3 separate regions of the Sus scrofa genome follow, and all the other regions are linked to region 1. The links are chromatin contacts, called in public HiChIP or PLAC-seq maps. All regions are on one chromosome and are shown on one strand. The core of a region is the stretch at or near the end of the contact, and the rest is flanking DNA. Distances in the headings are between cores, read along the strand shown. Region 1 overlaps KLF7 (Kruppel like factor 7). Region 2 has its middle 160 kb from the start of KLF7. Region 3 has its middle 55 kb from the start of CPO.

Evidence for each region. HiChIP or PLAC-seq counts read pairs in DNA pulled down with a chosen protein or histone mark.
Region 2: an H3K27ac HiChIP or PLAC-seq map of skeletal muscle shows a contact between it and region 1. The contact joins two enhancer-like sites. A contact is called at or near these places in 2 of 2 datasets of contacts at active chromatin or transcription factors (alveolar macrophages and skeletal muscle).
Region 3: an H3K27ac HiChIP or PLAC-seq map of skeletal muscle shows a contact between it and region 1. The contact joins two enhancer-like sites. A contact is called at or near these places in 3 of 47 Hi-C or Micro-C datasets (embryonic fibroblasts and heart right ventricle) and 1 of 2 datasets of contacts at active chromatin or transcription factors (skeletal muscle).

The regions. Positions count from the first base shown.
Region 1 is chr15:110,356,319-110,359,708 of Sscrofa11.1, forward strand. The region is part of intron 1 of KLF7 (Kruppel like factor 7); the gene reads right to left. Among named protein-coding and RNA genes, the nearest start is that of KLF7, 21 kb to the right of the region's middle. Within about 2 kb of position 1,728, at least 19 of the 83 cell types and tissues checked have an H3K27ac peak or open chromatin away from gene starts, as enhancers often do. A contact at or near this core is called in skeletal muscle, where this site is marked.
Region 2 is chr15:110,536,065-110,539,454 of Sscrofa11.1, forward strand. No RefSeq gene overlaps it. Among named protein-coding and RNA genes, the nearest start is that of KLF7, 160 kb to the left of the region's middle. Within about 2 kb of position 1,492, at least 38 of the 83 cell types and tissues checked have an H3K27ac peak or open chromatin away from gene starts, as enhancers often do. A contact at or near this core is called in skeletal muscle, where this site is marked.
Region 3 is chr15:110,218,451-110,221,840 of Sscrofa11.1, forward strand. No RefSeq gene overlaps it. Among named protein-coding and RNA genes, the nearest start is that of CPO, 55 kb to the left of the region's middle. Within about 2 kb of position 1,716, at least 5 of the 83 cell types and tissues checked have an H3K27ac peak or open chromatin away from gene starts, as enhancers often do. A contact at or near this core is called in skeletal muscle, where this site is marked.

The DNA.
Region 1 (3,390 bases), core at 478-2,977:
ACAGTAATGAAAAGAATACGACAGTAGGGACGGGTGGGCACTGTGGTAAACACTTCTCACAGAGTTTTCCTATGAAATACCTTATCTGAGGAGAGCTGGAGGAAATCACAAAGGAGCAGCACTTTCATTTATCCTCTGCTTAGCTACTCTTGCCCGGCACCACGCAGCTGGAAGCCCTGTGCTCAGGAAGAATCTTGACGCAAGAAAGGGAAAGCTACAGAGATGTTACCATGAAATGTCAAGCAGGAGAGGGTATGTGCTGACCAATCTACAAGTGCCTGGAGAGGTCTAACACCAAGTTTTAAACTTCCCTTGGGTTAAACATAGTGCTTGGTATCATCAGCAGCTGCTCAATAAATCTTAAATGAATTTCTTAAAAAATCTTGAGTAGGAGCCACTATTACTTATCATGGGCTCTTCTCAGGGGTGACTGGATCAGACTGGTAGCCTTTGTCTAGCAGAATAATGGCCAAGGAGAAAAACTCTGCGAGGATACGCAGGTTACACCCCACTTGAACTCTGCTGGCCTTTCAGGGGCAGGTGTCGTGTCTTGTACTTCTTTTAAGTTAATTTAACAATTATTGCCTGAACCTCTACTTTATATCAGACACTGTGCTAGAGATTTCAGGGAAACCAAGGGCTCAATACCTGCCTACAAGATGCCCAGGGTATAGTAGGGACAAAAAGGGATAGAAACAGATGCAATTAAAGAGAACAGGGTATAAGTGTGACTAACAACTTGGGCACGCAAGATGTTATGGCAACACGGCAAATAGACCAACTCACTCTCTTAGAAGGTCAGTGAGGCCATGTGAAGAAGTCGCATATGAGCTGGACCTTGAAAAATGAGTAAGCTTTTGACAAGCAGAGAAAGGGAACAATGACATTCTAGAAAGACATATAACATGAGCAATGATGTAGATACATGCAAACCCCATTGTGTGCTTGGAAAAGGATGGGCAGTAGGGGATCTGATATATTGGGTATCTATAATGTGGCAGCAAAAATGCATCCCCAGGGCTTAGAAAGTGCCAAACATTTTTTTGGCTGACAATGATATTGCTTAGCTTTACCAGTGTACGTACTAAACAGCAGTTGGCTATTTCTCTAGATCCTCAGTGATAAGTCAGGGAAAGATTAAGAGCTCAGAAGATACTAGGGAGGATCAATAGTCCTATTAATGCTACCAAGTAACATTCCTGAACCCAAATGTTTCACAAAACCATCTGAAGCATTTTCCATTTCAAATTTATACACACATAATTATAATTTAAGACACATAACACATAAAATGAGAACAGAAACACATAAGGCACATAAAATGAGAAGACAGAAATCTTAGCTAAAAAATAATGCTACTGGATCAAGCACAGACTTAAATTCAGCCCTAAGTTTCCTGGTAGCCAAGGCAAAAAGATCAACAGAACTAAGAAATTCCCATTATCAAATAAAAGAAGCATCAGTTTCTCAGATATCAGCTGACCTATGTATGCCAAGTTTAAAGTAAGAGGGGGAAGAAAACAAGAAAATTTGGAAGAAAAGAAGAAAAAACAAGAGGAAGAAAATAGATCATTAAAAAATATATATCTTCTTTAAAAAAAACTGATAAATTCTTCATTAAAAACCATCAAAAGTTTTGTTGGTGAGGGGACCAAAGCTTCAGCGCCTGAGTATGTTTTTCTCCTTTGTATCCCCTTTCTGTTGCTGTTTTTCTGGCTTTCTAAGCAAAGAGGAAACCTCACCCATTCCTGTAGACATGCATTTATGACCACACTCTCCTGGCCAATAACCCTCAGCAGCTCCTTTTGGCACTTCTCAAGGGTGGAGTGTCAAGCAACTGGATCTGGTTGTGAAGCTGCTGCTGCTACCACTCAGGTTGAACGTTGGCAAGTTCAGTGAAGGCTCCAGGGCAGAGCTAACTCATTAAGGACAAAATGTGCAGGCACATTTGACCTTTGGAAATCCAGCTCTGGTTGGAAGCTTCCAGATTCAAAACAAAAGCTCCAGGGCTGGAAAGAGAGCTGGAGGAAGCTCACTGCAAGCATGGACCCATCCCCCACACATTCCCCTGTGACTGAGAGGCTCACAAAATCAATAGAACAGCATTATTAACTCTGCAATATCATAAGAGAAGGCTTCACTCTCTGTCTTGGTGGGGAAGGAAGACGGTAGGGAAGCAGGCTGGCTCCTAGGGAAAGGATGCTTCATTAAAGTCTTAACTCTCGGGAGGCAAATGCGCGTGAGCTCAACATATGAACCCAGTGTTGATACAGCACCCCTCCAAACACACACACACCTAAAAATCTTGCCCTTGGTCAAGGAGTTGTCATAGTGGAAGAAAGTACAGCTAAACCCAGCAAGGTCTGAATGACAAAGAGTAATTGTTTGCTGCAGACTTCCAAAAAGTCATGCCAGGGGCTGACCCAAGGCAGCAGTTTCAAAAACATCACACGAATGTGGGAGGCTTTCATCCCGAGTCACATAGATGCTAATTTTCCCCTTGTTTTCCTGGGTCACCTACAAGTACCAAAACGAACATTTTCAAGTGTTTTTCACTGGAAGAAAATACAGAGGTTTTGTTCTGCTTGCATGGAAATGAAACCACCAATCCTATCCTTGAGTTCTTTCTGCTTTGCTTAGGACTCCCAACCAGCTGGGTCATTCCTTCCCTCTCATAGGTCACATGACCCAATTCAACTGCCTCTATCACCAAGTCACTGTCACCCACAAATCTCATGCCCACCCGATGAACAGGGCTCCTTTTATTTTTCTCCTCATATGAAGATATACTTTGGTTTCTCCTATATCCTCCACTGTCCCTCAGCAATGCCAGTAACTGTCACTGCAAGGCTGAAAATTGGCAGATGTTAGAGGTAAACAAAGTAAGTCTTCAGATACATCTTAATCCCCAAATCCTTCCTCTAATCATGCTTATCAGGCAAAACTCTCATCTCTGTAATGTCGCTGTTGTCTTCAGCATCTGAGTCTGGCATTTGATTCTAGGTTGAAGGTTAAGCATCCCCTGTTGCAAATCATATATACATCAGTTCAATTCACTTGCTGTTAAAGAAGCATCCTTCTTCCCAGAAAGGTTTTGTTTTTTGCTTTTTTCCTTTAGCCACATACCAAGCCAGCATCAGACAAATACAACCTTATGTGTTTATTGATATTATTCACATCACTCAACAGGGCACAATGGCAACTCACCAATCAGGCCTGGGGCAGAACTCAGGAACAGAATGCTCATCATATCTATATTTTTAAAAACTGCCACTGCTGGTGACCATAAACTACCTGCTGCGTTTGTGTACACAGATTTTGTAAGGAAATATAATAACATATCATTAAAGCCTTAACTAACATGGTTAGTCAAAATCTCTTGCCTACCAT
Region 2 (3,390 bases), core at 242-2,741, 180 kb after region 1:
CAACTCAATTCTGACCCTATGTACCTGGAGATAGTGTTGTCTATCTATAGTGTTGTCACAGGTGAGGGGCTCCCACCCCCAGCTTCAGACACCAATCTAAGTCCAAGTTGTCACCTGAACTTCCAACTGACATGCAATCGATTGGCAGTTCCAATGACCCCCTCTTTCACTTTGATGAATTTGCTAGAGTGGTTCACAGAACTCGGAGGAAGATTTTACTTACTTAGATTACCAGTTTGTTATAAAAGGCTATAACTCAGAAACAGCCAGATGGAAGTGATGCACAGGGCAAGGTATGAGGAAAGGGTGCGGAATTCCATGGCTTCCATAACCACAACTCCTTGAATCTCCGGGCATCCCATTCCCATCTTTTGAGGGTTTTACGGTGGCATTATTACATAGACGTGAGTAATTAAGTCGTTAGCCATTGGTGATTGAACTTAATCTCCAGCTCTTTTCCCCTCCATGGAGGTGGGGAGTCAGGAGAGAGGGGCTGAAAGTTCTAACCCTCTAAACACACAGTTAATTCCACTGGCAACCAGATTCCATCCTTAGGTGTGGTTCAAAAGTCACCTCACTAATAGAACAAAGTCACCTCTAAAAGGTATGTATGTGTGTGTGTGTGTGTGTGTGTATGACTGGGTCACTATTCTATACAGAATAAATTGGCACAGCATTGTAAATCAACCTTTAATTTAAGAAAAAAAAATTTTTAAAGGCACCTTTATCATTCCCATTGGCTAGAAAATCTAAGGGTTTTATAAAGGAGTTCTGTGTTTACATATGTACCTCTCACACATATGCACACACATAGAGACACACACAAACACATATGCAGATTTTTATGCTGTTGAGATGGGAAAAGCCAAATAAACATTTTTTCCTCTGTTTTTTGACAATTTAGCAAGTATAAGGAAAATGATGTGGCACTAAATTGGGACAAAAGAATTGGAGAGACAGGATCACTAGTGGAGGAGGGTAGAAAATTCACAGAAAGATTTTTTTTTTTTTTTTTTTTTTTTGGCCACAGAATTCCTGCTAAAAGCAGCTAGGAAGCCCCACCACCTGACGTAAGTGAGACCTCCTGGTAATTTCCCTGTAAACTGCCCCCTTCCTCCACCTCGCCCCCAAGAACTTTTACCCTCAGAATCCGGAGGAAGCTGATCTAGGTAAATTCCCAAACACAGGGGGCTGCGTGGTTGATGACCTAAAACCAGATTGGGACAAATTTCCAGGCGGGTTTCCCCTTCCTGCTCTGACAGCCAGGAACGTGAGCTTCGCCAAGAAGAGGGGGAGACTGTGGCCAGGGATTCTTGCTGGTATTTTCCTTTGTCTCTCAGCTTCCTGGGTTTGACATGAAGGAATCTGAGGCTTTCTGTGACCACTCTTGTTGTCTGGGATTCTTTCCTCAAGAGGCGTTCATGAGTTTGTCAGGACTGCCAGGAAAGAGTGTGAGTCACGGCTTCTGAGCAGACAATATTCGGCTTTAGAAATTCCCAGAGATATGACTTGTTTATAGGAAAGGAAACAGAGCTATTCTGAGCTGCCAGGGGAAGAGGAAAGCACTGCTCATTTTTTCAAATGTGTGTTAGAAAGGTCATACAAGCGGCCAGAGTGCCAGTAAGAATCTGGTACAGACACTGATGTTAGCAGTTCATTTGTCCACATGTCGGAGGATATTTTGGGGCTTGGCATTTAAACTGCAAGCCTTCTGACATCTCAGTCCTAAGCCCAGAGGCTTGAGGGGGTATGAGCCGGTGGGGTGGGGGATACAATGAGGGGGGCTGTTTGCCTGGAGGGAGAAGGGCGTATGCACCTTCAGTTGGAGAGAGAAGCATACACACAAAGGCACCATCTGGGACAACCTTCTAACTTCACATTTCTCATTTCTCGAGCAGGCCATTGATTTTTCATTCCCATTGAAGGGGAGGTAAAATTTCCTCTATGCCCCTGTGATCTCCAGCTGATATTGACCAAAGACAGATTGACAGGAGAAAAGAATACATATTTTATTTTCATGTAAATGAAGGTCCTCACAAGACCCAAAGAAGTGACTAGATATAATATACGAGGTTGAACAAAGAGCAGCAGTTGTGGAAAAGTAACTCTAACACAAGGGGTGACTAAAGGAAGACGAGCTTGTCTAATAATGTCTGTTGGTATAGGTTTCGCTCAGCCTCAACAACCTGTCTCTGATGATAAGAATGTTCCTTTCTCCTGGTACAGGGAGGGCACCTTTTACAGGGGAATGTTATCTCCCACTTTTAGGAAGAAAAAGGAATGTCAGAGTGCCTTTCTTGCAATTGCTGTTTTTCAAGTGCCTTTCACGCAAAGTAATTAATATGCCAAAGCATCATATATTGAGGTGGCATGTTCTCGACTCCTTCACTTTATTCCACACTGCCTCTTCTAATGTCTTTTCTTCAGAGTAGTAACAACTGTGATGTCAACTGTCATTACCTTAAAAAAACTCTCCAAAGCCACCAACTTTAGAGAGTGTGCCCAAGGAGAGAAACTCAGGTGGCTGGCTTCAGCACTGGCCCACTTTCTTGTGTACTGAGTTTGGCTCTGATATGTACAAATTCATAAAGTCACCGTTTACACATTTGCCACTGTTAGCACAGCCAGTCAGCAGATCACAGAGATTGATTTCCAAGGAGGGAAAAAAATAATCCACTGAGTGTTCACTGATTCAACAATAATTAACCTATGTGATAATTTCATAAGACACTACATTTGATAAAATCAACACCTTTTCCTAATTACGAAAGTAATATTTAAATAGAAATAGGATGCCCTTCAAATGCGATAAAGGTGGGAGTTCCCGTCATGGCACAGTGGTTAACGAATCCAACTAGAAAGCATGAGGTTGTGGGTTCGATTCCTACCCTTGCTCAGTGGGTTAAGGATCCAGCGTTGCCATGAGCTGTGGTAGGCTGCAAACGCGGCTTGGATCCTGCATTGCTGTGGCTCTGGCATAGCCTGGGAGCCTGCATATGCCGCAGGAGCAGCCCAAGAAATGGCAAAAAAGACCAAAAAAAAAAAAAAAAAAAGTGATAAAGGTGCTCTTGGCTTAAAATAAATAAAGATTATATTTAATGGGTAAATATTTGAAATATTCAAAATCAGAAACAAACACAAAAATTTTCTCTAGTATTACTATCACTTTATATTGTTTGGCTAAGGCAATAAGTCATGAAACAAAAATAACCAATTTTGTGAACTAAGATACTGAAGTACCTGAAAATCACATAAGCATATATCTGGAAAAACCAAGTAAGGCAGCTAAAAGCTTTCTTAATTAATAAAGAGTTATAAAGTGGCTTAGAATAAGATAAATACCTAAAAAGCAATACTACTTCTATATACTTGCCATAACCAAATAGACTA
Region 3 (3,390 bases), core at 466-2,965, 140 kb before region 1:
CTATCAGGAGACAGCTTGGAAATGTCTATGAAAGTCTGGGTGGCGATAGAAGGGGAAAAGTTAGCTCTATTTTTAATAACTTGGTATTTTGGCTCTTGATTGAATCATCACTGTTCTTCCCCTGCCAGCTCCTTCTTTGCATATACAGGGCTCTCCCTCTGCTCCTGCAGCCAGAAGATGGAGCCGAGTCCCCTTCGGAGCCGACCCTTCAGTCCTGCGGAGCAGAGGCACTGTTTGTTGATACTGTGCAGAGAGCACCACACTGGGGAGCCACAAGGCCTGGGTGCTGGCTTCTACTGTGCCAGGGAGCTGGCTTCTACTGTTCCTTAGTAGCCAGGGAGTCAGTCCTCATCTCTGAACCTCAGTTTCCCGGTCTGTAAAATAAGAGGTCTGGAGAGAAATATCTCCCTGGGGCCTTCCCAATATCACGTTTCATGACTCTGCATGAGAAGAATGCAGGATTTGCCCTCAGGATTTACCTGGTTTCCTCAGCCAAGGCTTTCTAGACCTTTTGGCCCTGAGAACGCTAAAAGATGTTTTCTTTATCCCTCTGTCCCCGCTGCTTTCTGAGCCATGAGGTCAATGCAAGGGGATGAGCTGTAAAGTCAGTGTGGAGCGTGATGGGTGGAATTCACTTCCTACGTGATTTGCACATTTCATTGTGACCTTTTGTGGTTCGCTCTGGAGTTTTGCTGACTTCTACACAAAAGAGGCATGCACTTTAAGGGGTTCCTTTTGCACAGTGAGTACTTGAATATAACGCTAGGTATGAAAGACCCCTCTGGATTGTGCAAACCAGGGGCTTGCTAGAGTGGTGGGTGGGGAATCTGCACTGCAGGAGGGGCTTGGGTGCACTTGCTGGTAACCACTACACACGGGGGGTCAAAGGGCACAACCTGGTGGGCACCTGGTTCAGAGGTTTCACTTTCAATTCAGAGATTTCAAATTCCAGCATCCCCACTTACTTGCCATTTGATCTCAGGCAAGGTATTTAAAACCTCTCTGTGCCTCACTTTCTCATCTGCAGGAAGAAGAGAACATTCCTTCCTACCTCACGAGATTGTTGTTGAAGATAAAATTTCATCTTTCATAGAAAATGCTTAGCAGAGTTCCTAGTACACAGTAAGTATCCAAAACAAGTTGGTTAATATGATTATCCCTCAAAACACATACACACAATAAATTCAAGAAAAACGATGTTTTGATTATAAAACACAAAGACCATTTCCCTATTGCATAAGCAAAACAATTATGGTTTTTCATTTCTTTGAGTTTCAAGCAAAACTATGGGTATAAAATTCAGAGCAGGGCCAAATTGAATTTCCAGGAAAGTAATATCTGAGAAGCTTTTAAGCAAGAGAGAGGTTTGCTGGCTGAAAGGCATAAACACATCTTAATCTTGGAATCAGAATGGGTGCAGACAGTATGGCTGGCCCCTGACCGCTTATTGATGAACTTCCACCTGCATGAAGACCAGGGTACACTGGCCAAATTGAACGTCACTCCATGCTTCTGCTCCCTGTCCCTTTATTTCTTTTCTCTAATGGGAGATTTACATCCCCAGAAGGAGCTTGGGAAAACTGGGTGATTCATGGAATAAAGATTTCATGGAGAATGTGGCAGTGATGGGGGTGGATCACACTGGATATCGTGGGCACGCTACTTATGTGTAAGATTATCTGCCCACATGCCAGGATCACATATATAAATAGCTACAGGGATCAGGCAGACAACATAACTGAGTGAAATGGTACTGGCTGGAGACAAAAACACATATCCTCTCCAGAGAAGGCAAGCACGACTCTGTGCCAAGCTATTGTTGCTCTGCTCATTTAGTGCTTCCAGATCTATTTTATTTTATTTTACTTTATTGGCCACACCATGAGGAAGTTCCCTGACCTGGGGTCCAACCCATGCCACAGCAGTGACAACGCTGGATTCTTAACCCGCTGAGCCACCCCAGATCTTCATTTTTATTTTTATTTTTATTTTTTGGTCTTTTGAGGGCCACACTGCAGCATTTGGAGTTTAGGCTAGGGGTCAAATCGGAGCTGTAGCTGCTGGCCTATACCACAGCCACAGCAACGCGGGATCTGAGCCGCGTCTGCAACCTACACCACAGCTCACGGCAACGCCGGATCCTTAACCCACTGAGAGAGGCCAGGGATTGAACCCACAACCTCATGGCTCCTAGTCGGATTTGTTTCCGCTGCACCACAACAGGAACTCCATAGATCTTCATTTTTAAAAAGAAGTAGAAACAGTGGATTTTTATGTTAGTCTTCTAAAATTTTTCATTACTGGCAATTAATGAAAATATTTAAAAGGCCATCAGAAACAAGGGCTTAGCCACACTGGAATACCCAGTGGTAATCAGAGCTCAGAATCTGCAGATGGTGGGTGTATATGTGTGTGTATGAGGGAAGGGGCCAGTGAGAAAGACTTCAGTTGCTACTGCATTGTTTCCATCAGACACATTTGTAGTTAGTCATAAAATCTTTTCTTTCTTTCTTTTTTTTTTTTTTTTTTTGGTCTTTTTGTCTTTTCTAGGGCCGCTTCCTTGGCATATGGAGGTTCCCAGGCTAGGGGTCTAATTGGAGCTGTAGCCGCCAACTTATGCCAGAGCCACAGCAACACCAGATCCAAGCCACGTCTGTGACCTACACCACAGCTCAAGGCAACACCAGATCCTTAACCCACTGAGCGAGGCCAGAGATCAAACCTGCAACCTCATGGTTCCTAGTCGGATTCGTTAACCACTAAGCCACGATGGCAGCTCCATAAAATCTTCACTTAAGGCTATAAACAACTTTCAAACTTCTGCTCCCAACTATAATGGATTAATTGGTACCAGATTTGCCCTCCCACCATAAACAAGTATTAAGATGGTCAACATATATGAAGTATCTGGTTTTTTTTTTAATTTTATTTTTTGTCTTTTTAGGGCTGCACCTGTGGCATATGGAGATTCCCAGGCTAGGGGTCGAATGGGAGCTGTAGCCACCGGCCTACACCACAGCCACAGCAACACCAGATCCAAGCCACATCTGTGAGCTACATCACAGCTCAGGGCAATGCCAAATCCTTAACCCACTGATCAAGGCCAGGGATTGAACCTGCGTCCTCATGGATACTAGTCAGATTCTTTTCCTCTGAGCCACAACAGGAACTCCAAAGTATCCGTTTTTAAACATTAACAATAGGCAGTGAAAGATTGTGATACCCAAGATAAGAGAAACACACAAGGTGAACCTCCATGAATTTCTGCTGGGAGTGTAGAAAACTGGAGCCCAACTAGAGTGGCAATTTTGCTGAGTTGAAAAGATAGAGATCAGAATTCCAGACTGTGGAAGTCTTTAGAATGTTTTAGGGTACTTGGAAGGAGGGAGC